Linked DNA regions of Rattus norvegicus: region 1 is linked to region 2. Evidence: chromatin contacts called from public Hi-C data. All regions are on one chromosome and are shown on one strand. Each heading gives the region's core, a stretch centred on a gene start, on an enhancer-like site or on the middle of the called end of the contact. The rest is flanking DNA. Distances are from core to core; before and after follow the strand shown.

The links. A called contact is a pair of places that touch in the nucleus more often than the background predicts.
Region 1: a Hi-C map of liver shows a contact between it and region 2, with 2.3 times the contacts expected there. The contact joins the promoter of Ifnar1 here to the enhancer-like site in region 2.

The regions. Positions count from the first base shown.
Region 1 is chr11:44,207,234-44,213,559 of GRCr8, reverse strand. Ifnar1 (interferon alpha and beta receptor subunit 1) reads right to left here and starts at 1,791. Exons shown (of 11, transcript NM_001105893.1): 1 at 1,444-1,791. The coding sequence starts at 1,516. LOC120095616 (a long non-coding RNA gene) reads left to right here and starts at 4,691. Exons shown (of 4, transcript XR_010056260.1): 1 at 4,691-4,783.
Region 2 is chr11:44,108,560-44,115,574 of GRCr8, reverse strand. It overlaps Ifnar2 (interferon alpha and beta receptor subunit 2), which reads right to left. Exons shown (of 9, transcript NM_001426990.1): 2 at 4,035-4,125; 3 at 2,903-2,944; 4 at 1,869-1,992. The coding sequence starts at 4,089. Among named protein-coding and RNA genes, the nearest start is that of Ifnar2, 12 kb to the right of the region's middle. Within about 2 kb of position 2,119, at least 7 of the 93 cell types and tissues checked have an H3K27ac peak or open chromatin away from gene starts, as enhancers often do. A contact at or near this core is called in liver, where this site is marked.

The DNA of each region.
Region 1 (6,326 bases), core at 542-3,041, 98 kb before region 2:
CACAGTCACGTATGTCTTGTAGTTTTTTCCCTCATAAAATGGCTGGCTCTTCACTTGACAGGCTGAAATTTTTACTTTTTATCTTGGTTGTTGTTACACTGTGATTGATCCTAGGGCCTTTCATGCTGTAGGCAAGAACTCTACCATTCTGTGTCATCTCCAGTCCTAATAGGCTACTTCTCTTTTTTTTAAGAGGTATTGTGTATGTAGAAGTGTTTTTGCCTGTGCATTTATTTGTGTGTGCACCACATGTGCCTTGTAGACAAGGAAGTCAGAAGAGTCTACTCAAATCCTGGAACAGAGCAGGAGTTAGGGAAGGCTGCAAGTTACCAGGTGTGTGCTGGGGGCCAACCCATGTCCCTATACAAGAGCAGCAGGTGCTCTTACCTGTTGAGCCGTCTCTCCAGGTCCTAGGCTATAACTGTAAAAAATGTCTTTTAACTTTATGTCTGACTCCGTTGTTACTTCCTATTTTGAAAACTTCTGCATCAGACAATCATGTCAGATGACCTGGCAGCTTCTACTCCAGAGGCTTATAGACTGTTTCTGGTTAGACACTGAGGAGACATCTGAGATGTTTTCTGAATGTTTTCTTTTCAGCCAATAGGAGCTATCGTCCATCAAGTCTTCCCATTCTTTTCAGATTCTTAGTGCTGTCTATGCTAAGTCCACACTACTACTGAGCCACATTTCCACGAACCCTGAACAGAGCCTTTGATTTCATCCCCAAACTGAACCTACCTTATTATCCTTATCCTCTTAGCTTGATCCCCGTCCCAACTGTTGTTATTTACAAATTCTGTGCAGAAAGGGCAGCAATTGTGCTTATAAGATTAACAAAAGACCCAAGAGCATTTGTAGCAGTTACAGTATACTGTTCATAATATTCTTTTTTCAGATTTATTTTTATGTGTGTGACCACTTTGCCTGCACGTACATCATGTGCATGTCTGGCCAGAAATGGGCCATCTTCAGGGTGAGACTTGGGGCATCACTTACCTCCCTGATGTACCTACCGATTTCTAAGAGTAATCGGAACTTAACAACACGAGTGAGGCTAGGTCGTCTTTTTAAGGTTCCTCACATCACTATGAAAAGATCTCTCTTGTCTATCACCCTTAGTCGCCAGTCTCCTGATGCCACAAACTAGCCCCGTGGTTTCCTGGCTCACTTGTTATTGTTTTGTTAGCTGCGATTTGGGGCCCGTTAGGGGCACCTTCAACTCTCTCCTCCGTCAGCCTGAGACTAAAGGCAGTAGGTTGGGAAGCGCATTGCTGATGTCTGGTCTCCCACCTTCCAGTCGCCCCAAGGCTCGGGCCCGGGTCAGCGTCCTCAGGCTGGAGCGCGCAGGCGGGCGTCGGGGTGACCCCGCGTGGACTCCGTTCACCCGCTTCCAGCTCTCCCTCCCCGCAGCCCGGCCCTCGCTCAGGGCCCTCGGCTCACCTGAGGCTACGGGCAGCATCCAAGGCGCCCCTGCCACCAGCACCAGGGCCGCAGCGCCTACGACAGCGAGCATCGTCTTGGGAGGCCGGACCCGTTGCTCACATCTTCCTCTTCAGCAGTACAGCGGAGCTGAAGATGACTCCAGGGTAGCTAGGCCCTCTTCCTGACGCCCCGCCCCTCTGCCCCGCCCCCTCCGCCCGGTACTCCTCCTCTACCAACGCCCCGCCCTCTCCGCGAGCGAGCGGCTCGGAAAGTACCGGGCGCGGTCCAGTCCTGGTGCTCTGAGCTCGGACCCTGAAGGCCCCTGCCACGCTCTACCCACACTTCCGGAAAGACCGCACCCGACAGTTATTAGACTCCTGAGAGGAAAGCGGGTTGCAGTTAGTGCGCCTGCGCAGCCCCTCCCCCGGCTCAGTTTCCTGTTTTTGTCCCGAGGCTTCCGAGGCGTTGCGCCAGGGGTTGCTTAACTCCTGATGTCAGCGTCTCTGGAGCCCATGAATCAAAGGACCCCGGGACCGGGAAGGCGCCGGCGACACTTTTATCTCAACTCCACAGGATTTTTATACTTGATTCCTTGTTTTCAAGCGATGGTTTGGTGTTGTAGATTCGCACTTTGGGTTTTGAATTATGCAACATTTGAATCTTTTCTAAAGAATGTGTTTTTAGTTTGGTCTTGTATGCTTGAGTGTTTTGCATGCATGCATGTATGTGCACCATACATACATGCGTACCTGGTACCCATGGAGGCCGGAAGAGCGCAGATACCCTGGTACTAGAGTTATGGTTCTTAGGAGCTGTTTGAACTCCAGTCCTCTGCACGCTCTCTTAAACCACTGAGCCCTCTTTCTAGCCCCTTAATTCTATCATTACTGCCTTCTAAAGAAACTTATTTGTTGCTTAATTCACCTTTTTTAAAAGAGCATGTCTATCAACAATGATACAATATAGATTTATAACAGTGGAAAAAAAATACAGTCCCCAGATGAAAAGAGATTTCAGTGTTTTCAAATTTCTGGCATGGTACTCTTTGAAATTCAGGAACCAATCAGCATTCCCAGGGAGTCTTGGGGCTTTGAAAATTATGATACTTTGAACATACCTCTTACAAACTTAACATCTACAATCTGAATAGCTAAAATTCCTATTGAAAGACTGAAATATACTGCATTTAGTCGTATTTAGAATTACATTCTATAAGAACGTTCATTGCAAACAATTTAAAATTTGGGTCTCACAGTAAGATAAAGAGCCTCTCATGGAATCATATGTGGCCAGTACCCGTTTAAGGACTTTACACTGGAAATGTGTTATACCTTGAGTGTATTCACTGGACTTAAGATATTCTATATGTGTGAACTCCTTAGTTCATTTTTGTTCTACAACACGTTTTCTGCTCGTGCACATGCTTGATTATACACATGTAGGCCTAGGCAGGACCCATATATGAAGAACATCCGCACCCCCGTACCTCCCCCCCCACCCCCCGTCCCAGAGGCTTAATATTATTCATTCTAAGCTCATTCATTTTTTGGGCAAGGTTTGTAATTTTATTCTTTAGAGCTGAATAATATTCCATTTTTATATGTACTGGATTTTCTGTGGATAGACAACTAGTTTGAATCCATTTCCTTCTTACAGTGAGTAAAACGGCTGTAAGCGTGGGAGGGGTGCAGATACTTCTGTGTTAGGGTGTGGAGTTCTCTGGTGAGTGCATATGTGTGAAATAGCTGGGTTATATGGGAGTTGTTTTTTGAGGAACCTCCAAAATGAATTCCACAATGACTATTAATCTGCACCCAGGCAGCAGTGAGTAAGAGTTCCTTTTTTCTGCGTCTTTACCAACACTCATCAGATTTCTTGGCAGCTATTCTGACTAGGGCGAGATAGAATGTCAAAGCAGTGTTACTGTGCATTTTGCTGATGGCTCAGGACATTGAATACTTCACAGATAGTTATTGGGTGTGTATTTCAGTGTTTGAAAACTGTTCAGTTTATTGGTCCGTTTGTTTCTGGTAGATTCATTTCCTTCATCTCGGGAAGTTCTTTATAAATTCTAGAATCAGAGCCTTGTCTGAGGTATAGTTGGACAGGCTTTTCTCCCACCCTGTAGCCTGTGTGCTGCACAGATAGTTTTGCTTGATGTTCAGAAGCTCTACAATTTCATGCAGTCCTATCTGTTCAGAAAGTTCTCGCCTCCCCAGTGTCTTGGTCAGTATTCTCTATGTTTTTGTCTACAAGTTTCAGGTTTTAAATTAAATTAAGGTCTCTTCCTCTCTTCCTTCTTTCCTCTTCCTCCTTTTTTTAAAATTTTATTTATTTATTTATTTATTTATTTATTTATTTATTTATTTATTTATTTTTTGAGGCAGGGTTTATTTGTGTAGCCCAGGCTAACCTGGAACTTGATCTGCAGATCAGGCTGGCTTTATAATCACAGAGATCCCCCTGCCTGGGATCAAAGTCGTGAGACTTTTTTTTTAAATGTTGGAGATAGGGTTTCAGTACACTGCCCTGGCCATCCTGGATCTTGCTGGGTAGACAACGCTGGCGTCAAACTCAGAGAGATCTGCTGCCTTGGATTAAAGGTGTGGGTCTGCTAGAGGTTTCAGGGAGACATTTGACATTCTGTCTCATGATTTGTGGTGCATCTGTCTACATTATTTAGAGCTTCTGGCTGTAATTTTGGTAGATGGTACGCATTTAGAAATTCTATTTCTCTGTCTTCCAGAACTTTAGACGTTTATAGAGTATTCTCTAGTAAGGTTCTGTAATTTGTTGGACTCTGTGTGATGGCACTCTTTTATCTCTGATTTTAACTCTTTTCTTCTCCTTTTGTCAGACTGGCTAGAGGGTTGTCAGCCTTACAAATATCATTATGATACCCAAGGTTCTTTGTCTTCTAAAAACTAATTCTCCCTAGAGTTGCTACAACAGACCCTGAGACCTTAGTACAATGGATACTAGATCCACCATTCTGACCTTAGAACCCAGCTAGTGGTGCCTAACACCTGCCAAAACTGGAACCAAGACTTAATCCATCAAAGGCTTATCTGTAGTTCCAGGATCTGGGGAAGCCCGTGGTGGTTTGAGTGAGAATGGCCCCGTAGATTCACATATTTGAATACCCAATCACCAGGGGTAGCACTATCTGAAAGGATTAGGAGGTGTGGCCTTGTTGGAGGAAGTGTGTCATTGGGGGGTGGGCTTTGGGGCTTCACCCTGTCTGTGCCCCTCCCTCCCTGTTGATTGGATTTGGATGTAGAACTCTCATAGTACTTATGCATGCTGCTGTGCTCCTCACCATAATGGACTAAACGTCTGAAACTGTCAGCAGGCCCAAGTAAGTGCTTTGCTTTATAAGAGTTGCCATGGTCATGGTGTCTCTTCACAGCAACAGAAAACTACGACGTCCCTAAACGTACTAACATTGCTTTTTGGTTCCTGTAGTTACCCCTTCTCACTGACTGTTCTGGCTAAATGAAGGTGTGCCAACCAGGGTGAGGTTTTGTTGTGCAAAAAAAGCATAGATAGGGAGGCTCAGGGCTACATGACGTGGGCAAGTTTCCCATATAGCTGGTGGCCAGTGATAGACTTTTAATTTGGTTTTAAGAGTGCCCATGTGTTCTCTGGTGGAATTACCTCACAACATTGCTACCTGTGCACGTGGCAGTGTCTGCAGACACTTGGTTTTTACTATGACTAGAGAGAACCACAGACACCTGATAAAGCCTGTTGCGGTAAACTTCCAACCCCAATAAGCCCGTGCAAAATCCACACAACTCAGTTATTAATAAGCTGTATACCTAGTTTGGGCAGATCTACCCCATACTAATCTACTCCCCAGGCATGAGATCCCTTGCTGCTTGCAGCTGCTCCAGGGCCTGTGCTTTTGCTCCATCTTCCTCCTCCTTCCTCTGTCCTTCTCCTCTCTCATCCCTACCCTTTCTCTACTCTCTAAAACCTCCAGCCCCACCTTTTCCTTCCGTTGCCCAATCACAGGCTCCAGCCTTTATTTGACCAGTTAGAATGGGGAGAAGGTTCGCATGAAATCACTTGACCTCTTGAGGAAGCAGAATAAACATCAGAATACAAACAGCACCAGGCAATCCATACAAAAGCCAAATGATGTTCGCTATCCTCCAAAATACTGCTGGCCCAAATGTCACCAGTGCAGAGAAACCCTCGCTTAGATAACTGCTTGGAAATCATGTTTGTAGGGTTCTAATTTAGCCACAATAAGCCTCAGGGGTCATTCCAGTTCCATTCCGGTGCTGCAATAAAATACCCTGAACAAAAGGAACTTAGGGGAGGAGGGTGTATTTGGCTCACACTCCAGTTCACAGTCTTAAAGGGAAATCAGTGCAGGAACTCGCAGCAGTAATCCTGGAAGAATGCAGCTTGCTGGCTTGCTCTCGGGTCATTTTAAGCTAGCTTTCTTATACAGCCAGGGCACCTATCTATGAAATGGCATCATCTACAGAGGACTTTGCTCTCCTACACCAATGAACAATAAGGACAGTCTCCCACAGATGTGCCCAAAGGCCAAGCCCATCTACTCAATTCCCCAAGCCAGGCTTTCTTTCAGATGATCCTTGGTTGTGTCAATTTGATGATTCAAGCTAACTAGGTCTGGAATCTATTTTGGGGGGCAGGGTGAGGATGGGGAGGGCAAGATGGCTCAGAGGAAAGCACCTCACCAAGGGCAAATGACCTCTGGGACGCACATGGTGGAAAGACAGAACCGATCCTTACAACCTGTCCTCTGATCTCCATGTACACGCAGCACATACATAATAACTATGTTTTAAAAAATGAAAAAACCAAACTGGGACTAGAGGCGGTGCCACATAAGTCTACCATGTGAGACACAAAGCTGCAGACGC
Region 2 (7,015 bases), core at 870-3,369:
TTTAATGGATGGAATGAACAAACGAATGAATGAATGCATGCATGAATGAACGAACGAATGAATGAATACATGCATGGATGAATGAATGCATGAATGAATGCATGTATGATGAATGAATGAATGCATGTATGATGAATGAATGAATGCATGAATGAATGAATGAATGCATGAATGAATGAATGCATGTATAATGAATGAATGAATGCATGAATACATGCATGGATGAATGCATGAATGAATGAATGCATGAATGATGAATGAATGAATGCATGAATGAATGAACAAACGAACCCTGGGTTTGGGCTTTCTGGGCTTAGGCCCCAGACCTCCCTCCCACTCTAGGATAATTAGCAGAGCTTTCTCTGAGATGTGTCTCTGGCTAAAGGCCAGATAGTCTTGCATCTTAAGTCAGAACTGTGTTCATTTAGGGACATCAGGGACATCTGATTCACCAAACTTGGGGAGGTAAGCGAGTGTGTTGGCTAGTTCCAACTGTGAACAGGAGCTTGGGAAGAGAACCTAGGGTTGAAGAGTTATCTAGATGGAGCTCACCTGTGGGCATGGCTGCAGGTGACTATCTTGTTTGTTGACTGGGGTTGGAAGTCTCACCCTGCGGACAGCTGGCAGCAGTCCATAGATTGGACATCAGACTATGTGGATACGGAACGCTAGCCGGGTGATTTGCTTGGTGGGAGCAATCAGGGAGCCAGACATTTATCCTCCCTGCTCCAGACTGAGGTGATGTCTGAAATTCCTGCCTTGAGTTCCCTCAACAATGGACTGTGAACCATAATCCAAAGAAACCCCTTTCTTTCCCAAGTTCCTTTTGGCCAGAGTATTTTATCACAGCAACATAGATGAGATCAGAATGGGTAAGTTAATGATATGTGATCAACAGGCAGAGGAAAAGTAAGACTTAGCAGGAGAAAGGAAAAGATACAGGACACCCTTGCCCTCTCTTGGCCAGCCTAACGATCAGAGGTCCGACATATAATAGAAAGGGATGTTTTGGGGTTCAGGGCTTATAGACACAGTCTTTCCAAACAGCTACTGAGCAAAGCAAGGACTTGGGAGAGCCGCTGTTGTTTGCGGGCAGTGAAAGACCAAGATGGTCCACTAATTCCACACTTACACCTATAGCAATGCTGAGGTGGAGACAAAACTCTGGGCTAAATATTAGGCTTGTCAGTGGCCTGAGCTCATCAAGCAGGGCTTTCTGGAGTATATAACATGTCTAACTATCAATATGGTCAAGAGACCTGGAGCCTGATGAAAAGGAGGTCTTTTGAATGCTAGAGTGACCGAGGAGTGGGAGTCACTGTGCAAACTGCCGACTGCCAGGCTTTGGCTTTTAAACACAAGCCTTGTCCCTCCCAACCCCACCCCAATAGCTTTGGGTTACAGGAGAATTTAAATTAAGAACTAAGAAAGGATAGGTGTTCTGACTTTGGCCTTTTATGAACTGGAAAACAAAAAACAAAGAACGAAGCTGGAAAGATGGCTGACTTAGTAAAGTGGACCTGAGTTTGAACCCCACACAGAAAGAAGGCAGGGAAGCTTGCACTGTGACCCCAGCCTTGGAGGGCCAGACTATAGGGCTCGTGGGCCAGCTAACTTAGCAAAAGTCTCAAGCCCAGTGATCGAGAGTGTGTCAAAAAAATAAGGCAGAGAGTGTTACCAAGTGTCAACCTCTGGCCTCTGCACACTCACACATGATCCCTTACACATAGACATCCCTCCAAAATGTATAAATTAACTTTAAAAACTCTGGGATGGGAAATATGTTTATTGAGAGGAGAAATCATGTACTAGGAAGAGAGGTGGCCTCTTCAGTAAGAAAGAAAGAAGAGAAGCTCGTGCTGACTGACCTCATGATTGTGTACCAGAGTGTGTAGTTGGTTGGTGGGCTGGACTGGCTTTGTAATTCCCAGGATAAAATCAGTCGGAAATGTCGTAATATCAGGTTTATAGTGCAAGGTTCATCTGGATACTCTAAAAAGAACAGGAGGTAAAAAGAAGAAACGATGAGGTTTGGAACTCAGGATTACTCTCCCCTTAGGAGCTCAGATGAGCTCAGTCTCTTGGGCAAGCCCTTGTGAAAGCATTCTGGCATCTAGACCGTGCAGGAAGGAAATCTTCTGGACATGGGAAATGAAATAGTTCAGTTAATTAGTGACAACTTATTGTCAGGGCAGGAAAGCTAACAAACAGGAAGCCCGCACCCTGTAACCACTGGACAAAGGGCTTCTCCAATTGTCATCGACTGTTAGAGTTCAGGGAACCAAAATAATCAAGCTGGCTTTGGACCAGGGGTGCTCTTCTACTCTCCTGTTCCTTCTCTCTTCTCTGCAAACTGCTCTGCCACCCACCCCTCTCCCCCTCCCTCCCCCCTCCCTCCCCCCATTCTTCCCAGTGTCCTTCCTCTTCTCTCTCCTCTATCTTTCCCTTTTTCTCTCTCCCTCCCTCCCGAGTCTCTTCCCTCACTCCTTCCCCCCTCCCCCTCCATCCCTCCCCAGTCTCAAATCCACACTGCACTTTTATTCCCCTGGTCATACAAAGGAGAAAGAATTTCAGTTAGAGAAATTTATTTTCCTTTACCTGAAACCAGTATGTAGAAGATTAGACATGAAAGAGAAATTTGTCTCTTCATTCTTTTATTAATGAGACTAAAAGCTTTGGTTCCTCCTAGTGATCACTAGTGGTTTTCTGGGTTTTTTCTTTTCCCCTCTATGATAGTTTGTGACACAAATAATGAAAAACCCTCTGCTCTTCAGCCTAGAAAGGACTCCAATAAACTGGCCAGCGTATCTGGGGTCAGAAATCACACTTCCCCCTTTCCTCTCTGTTAGCCAGACACTTTGACTCTTACATCAAATTTAGTCAAGCTCAGAACAGTTCTTACCTTCAAAAGCAAACGATGAGTTAGACTGTAGGCTCACACACACTAGGAGGAAGCAAAACAGATTACAACAAGGTTTGTTCTGGGCCCGGACTATCAACATTACTCTAAGTGTAAGGCTCTTTGACATACACGTGCTACTTAATGTTGAGATTTTCTCGTGCTAACACAGATACTGCGGAGAACATGGGTGCTCTTGGCCGACACATGTGTGATCTGAAGGTGGCATTTGGGGCAGACGTAAAGTGAGACCTCTGGGACTTGACACAAAGAGCAAGGGTCGGATGGGTTGAGGGAGTGTCTGAGAAGCAGTTGTATAACACATTTCCTAGAGTATAAATAAGCATGCTGATAATTAATACATTTGAAGTAAAGATATCTAACAAGAACAGCAGGTGAGGGGTTGGGGATTTAGCTCGGTGGTAGAGCGCTTGCCTAGGAAACGCAAGGGCCTGGGTTCAGTCCCCAGCTCTGAAAAAAAGAACCAAAAAAAAAAAAAAAAAAAAAAAAAGAGGGTATTTGAGATTGGAATTAGTGAGTGCTGTCCCCTTGGAGTAGGTACGGGCAAGAGGGGTCATTTATTTCCCGATCTTGCAATGACTTACAGGGAGTGGGTGGGGCACATTATCCATGTATACCTACACTGAGACATTTGTCATACTCCTGAATCCCCTAAAGACAATGTATGGGAGAGATGACATTGTGGAATTAAAGCAGTTAAGAGGGAGGAGAAGAAAGGACATGAAAGAAATCCAACTGTAGAAAAGATGAGGGCTAAAAAAAAGGGAAATACATAAATTGAAGTTTAGGGATCGATTTTCAATTTAGTCTCCATGGGGAGAGATAAGGGACAGTCACCTTCTAAGCCCCACTGTGGGTGAGATTCAGGGTATGTGGAGCAGCCGCCCTTTGAATTATAAATGAGGTAGTCTCCGGAGTATGAGCTTAGTTTGTAGCATTCTGATTGAGCTAAAATTGAGGGGCAGACAGACGCCCATGGATGCCTGATGCTGGCCTCGCTGATCTGGGTCCTCCAGATATGGACATCGATTTGCTGCTCCACACCAGGGCTCTCTGTGATGACAGGGACACAGGCTTTCTCCTCTAACAACTGTGCTGAAAAAGCAGCACTTACCCACAAGATACAAGCTAAGGAGACCAACGGCAGAGCCGGTGCCCTTTGAAGGCATCCTGCTCAGTCTGTAAGTCCTGTTCTGCTCTCACACCTGAAAGAGATCAATATTGAGGCGATCAAAACTCAGAAGTACCCAATTAAATCACACTATATATGACGTACATATATATACTAGTGAGAGATGAGTAGGAATTAGCTGCAGATGTTGCCCCGTTGTAGCCCTGGATTGGTTACAATTGCGGTTAAACTTGCAGGAGCTTAGTGTGAGAGTGCACATCTGTCCTCTAAGCAGAGAGGCGGGGAAGGATCAGACGTTCAAGGTCATCCTCAGCTACATATCGAGTTAGAAGGAGGAGCCACTCTGTCTTTTAAAAAAGTTTTAAAAAGTAGCCAAATTCCTGGTTCCAGTCCTTCCTTATTCCTCAGGACTTTCTCAGCTCACCTTCTCTCGGCTGTGGTATCAATCCCTAGTTAAGAAGACTTTCTTTCTTTTTTTTTTTTTTTTTTTTTTTTTTTTTTTTTTTTTTTTTTTAGCTTAAATGTTGAACAGGCAATAGGCATTTGGTTAACTTAATTATTAAATAATTAAATCTAAAAAAAGGCAACTATGTGTCTCTGTGTGGGAATGTGCATGTGTGCACTGCTGCCTGTGGGTGCCTAAGCGGTCGGAGGAATTATAATTACGGGGGATGCAGAGGTGGCTCAGTGGTTAAGAGCACTGACTGCTCTTCCAGAGGTCCTGAGTTCAATTCCCAGCAACCACATGGTGGCTCACAACCATCTGTAATGGAATCGGATGCACTCTTCTGATGTCTGAAAATGGCAGCAGTGTACCTCATATGCATAAAATAAATAATACTTAAAAAAAAAGTTGGAGTTGGGGATTTAGCTCAGTGGTAGAGCGCTTGCCTAGGAAGCGCAAGGCCCTGGGTTCGGTCCCCAGCTCTGAAAAAAAGAAAAAAAAAAGTCTTATGGATAATTACGGGCTACCCTGCATGGTGTGGAGAAGTGAACCCTCAGTGAGAGTAGCAGCCCTCAGCTGCTCAGCCGTCTCTCCATTATAGTTATGTGACATAGGCTACATAACCCAGGCTGGCTTGAACCTGAGAAAGCCTCCTGCCTCAGCTCCCCAAATGCTAGGACTACATACAGACACCACCGTTCTGGCCAAACGTATTTCTCGATTATTTTAGACAAGAGGTAGACTATATAGTCCTGCTCTACTGAACTCTTTCGCTGCCTAATAAATTTGAGAAGCCTTCCAACCAAAGAAAATCTTCTTGCTTTTTCACATAGCTGCACAGCATGACTGTGGACATGCAAACACTTGCGACATTACTGTAGCCACCTCTGACAAGGCCATGCCTTCCCGCCACGATGAATTAGAACTGCTTATACTGTGAACCAGATGACTCTCTCCTTTGAGTTGCTTCCGGTTGGGTATTTGGTTACAACAGGGGGAAAAGTAACTAAAATAGAAAGCTTGCAACAAGTGTAGCTTTTGCTGTTACAAACTTGACCGTGTGGTTCCTAAGCCTTAGGAATGGTTTTCAGGAGGAATGTGGAAGATTTTGGAGCCGTTAGTTATAGAAGCTTTTACGTGCCTATAAGGCGCCTAAAGCGTTAAAGACCAAAACAGCGTTCCCAGACATAGAGGCAGTAGACTGTCCTCTATAGCTTCAGAGAGGAACAACTCGATTAGGAAGTTGGCTAAAGGTCATTTGTGCTATCCTCGGGCAAAAGGATCTGCCTGTGTCCTGAGAATCTGAGCAGGCTGAGAGGGAAGTAAGGATTAATTTGTATGGTGAAGGACATTACAGATGTTAGAATACTAAAAAGAAACCAGGGACTTTGCACTAGGATCACAAGAAAAGCCATCTTGCAGGTAAGATGCCACCCATTGGGAATTCCAGGTGAACAATACATTTCATAGGAAAAGAGAGCAACCGACGAGGTAGAAGACAATGGTACCCCTCTCCCCCTAAGGAAAACCTCTGCCCAGAGCAGCAGTCGCTGTCCAGGGAGGCCAGGCTACGTCTCAAATGGACAGCAGAGTCTTGGTGTTCTGTGTGGTGCTGGCTTTGCAGGAGTGTGAGACACAAGAGCGAGTAGATTAAGGGATTCTTACACCAATGTTTCAGGAAGCTCCCGAAAGAATAGGCTGTGTAAAGCTGGGCAGGTAAAACCCACACTGCAATGGAGACCCTGGGTTACCAGAGATGTCAAAACGCAGGGTGTCCACCAAGGAAGCTGCAGGTGGCAAGTTGGGGCTGGTTCAAGGAGAAGGGCATCTATCTGCACCACAGCAGACCTAGAGAGGCAGGGCTATTCAAGACAGTTAGACCCCACATCATGTCACCAAGGGCCTTGGATGCCAGATATGCAACTGTAGGATTCTTTTTCTGTCAACTACTCATTCTCTCCCTATCGTTCTCTCTCCTTGTTTTGGCAGGGACTTTTTTTTTTTTAAGTATGAGGGAAACTGGCCCTTCCTGATATACATCATTTTTTTTTCTTGTGCCTTCTCTGCCTGCCTTTGGATTGATTACTTGCATTTGGTGTGTGTGTGTGTGTGTTTTACTCTCCCATATGGAAGGTCCAGTTGTTTCTCCTTATCTGGGGATTCTGCGTTTAGAGGATTAGACCAGCTTTGTACAGGACTTCATATACAAACTAAAGAACTGTACCTGTATCACATTGGTTTAGGTGATTGTTTTCATTTTCATTAGTTCCTAAATGATACAATGTAACTGTTACACTACAATGTAATTGTGTTACACTAGGTATTGCATGCAATTGGGACATGATTTAAATAACAACCAGACAATACTGTGGCTGTCTTCAGACACACTAGAAGAGGGCATCGGATCCCAGCACAGGTGGATGTGAGCCACCATGTGGTTGCTGGGAATTGAACTCAGAACCTTTAGGAAGAGCAGTCAGTGCTCTTAATCGCTGAGCCATCTCTCCAGCCCCTACAA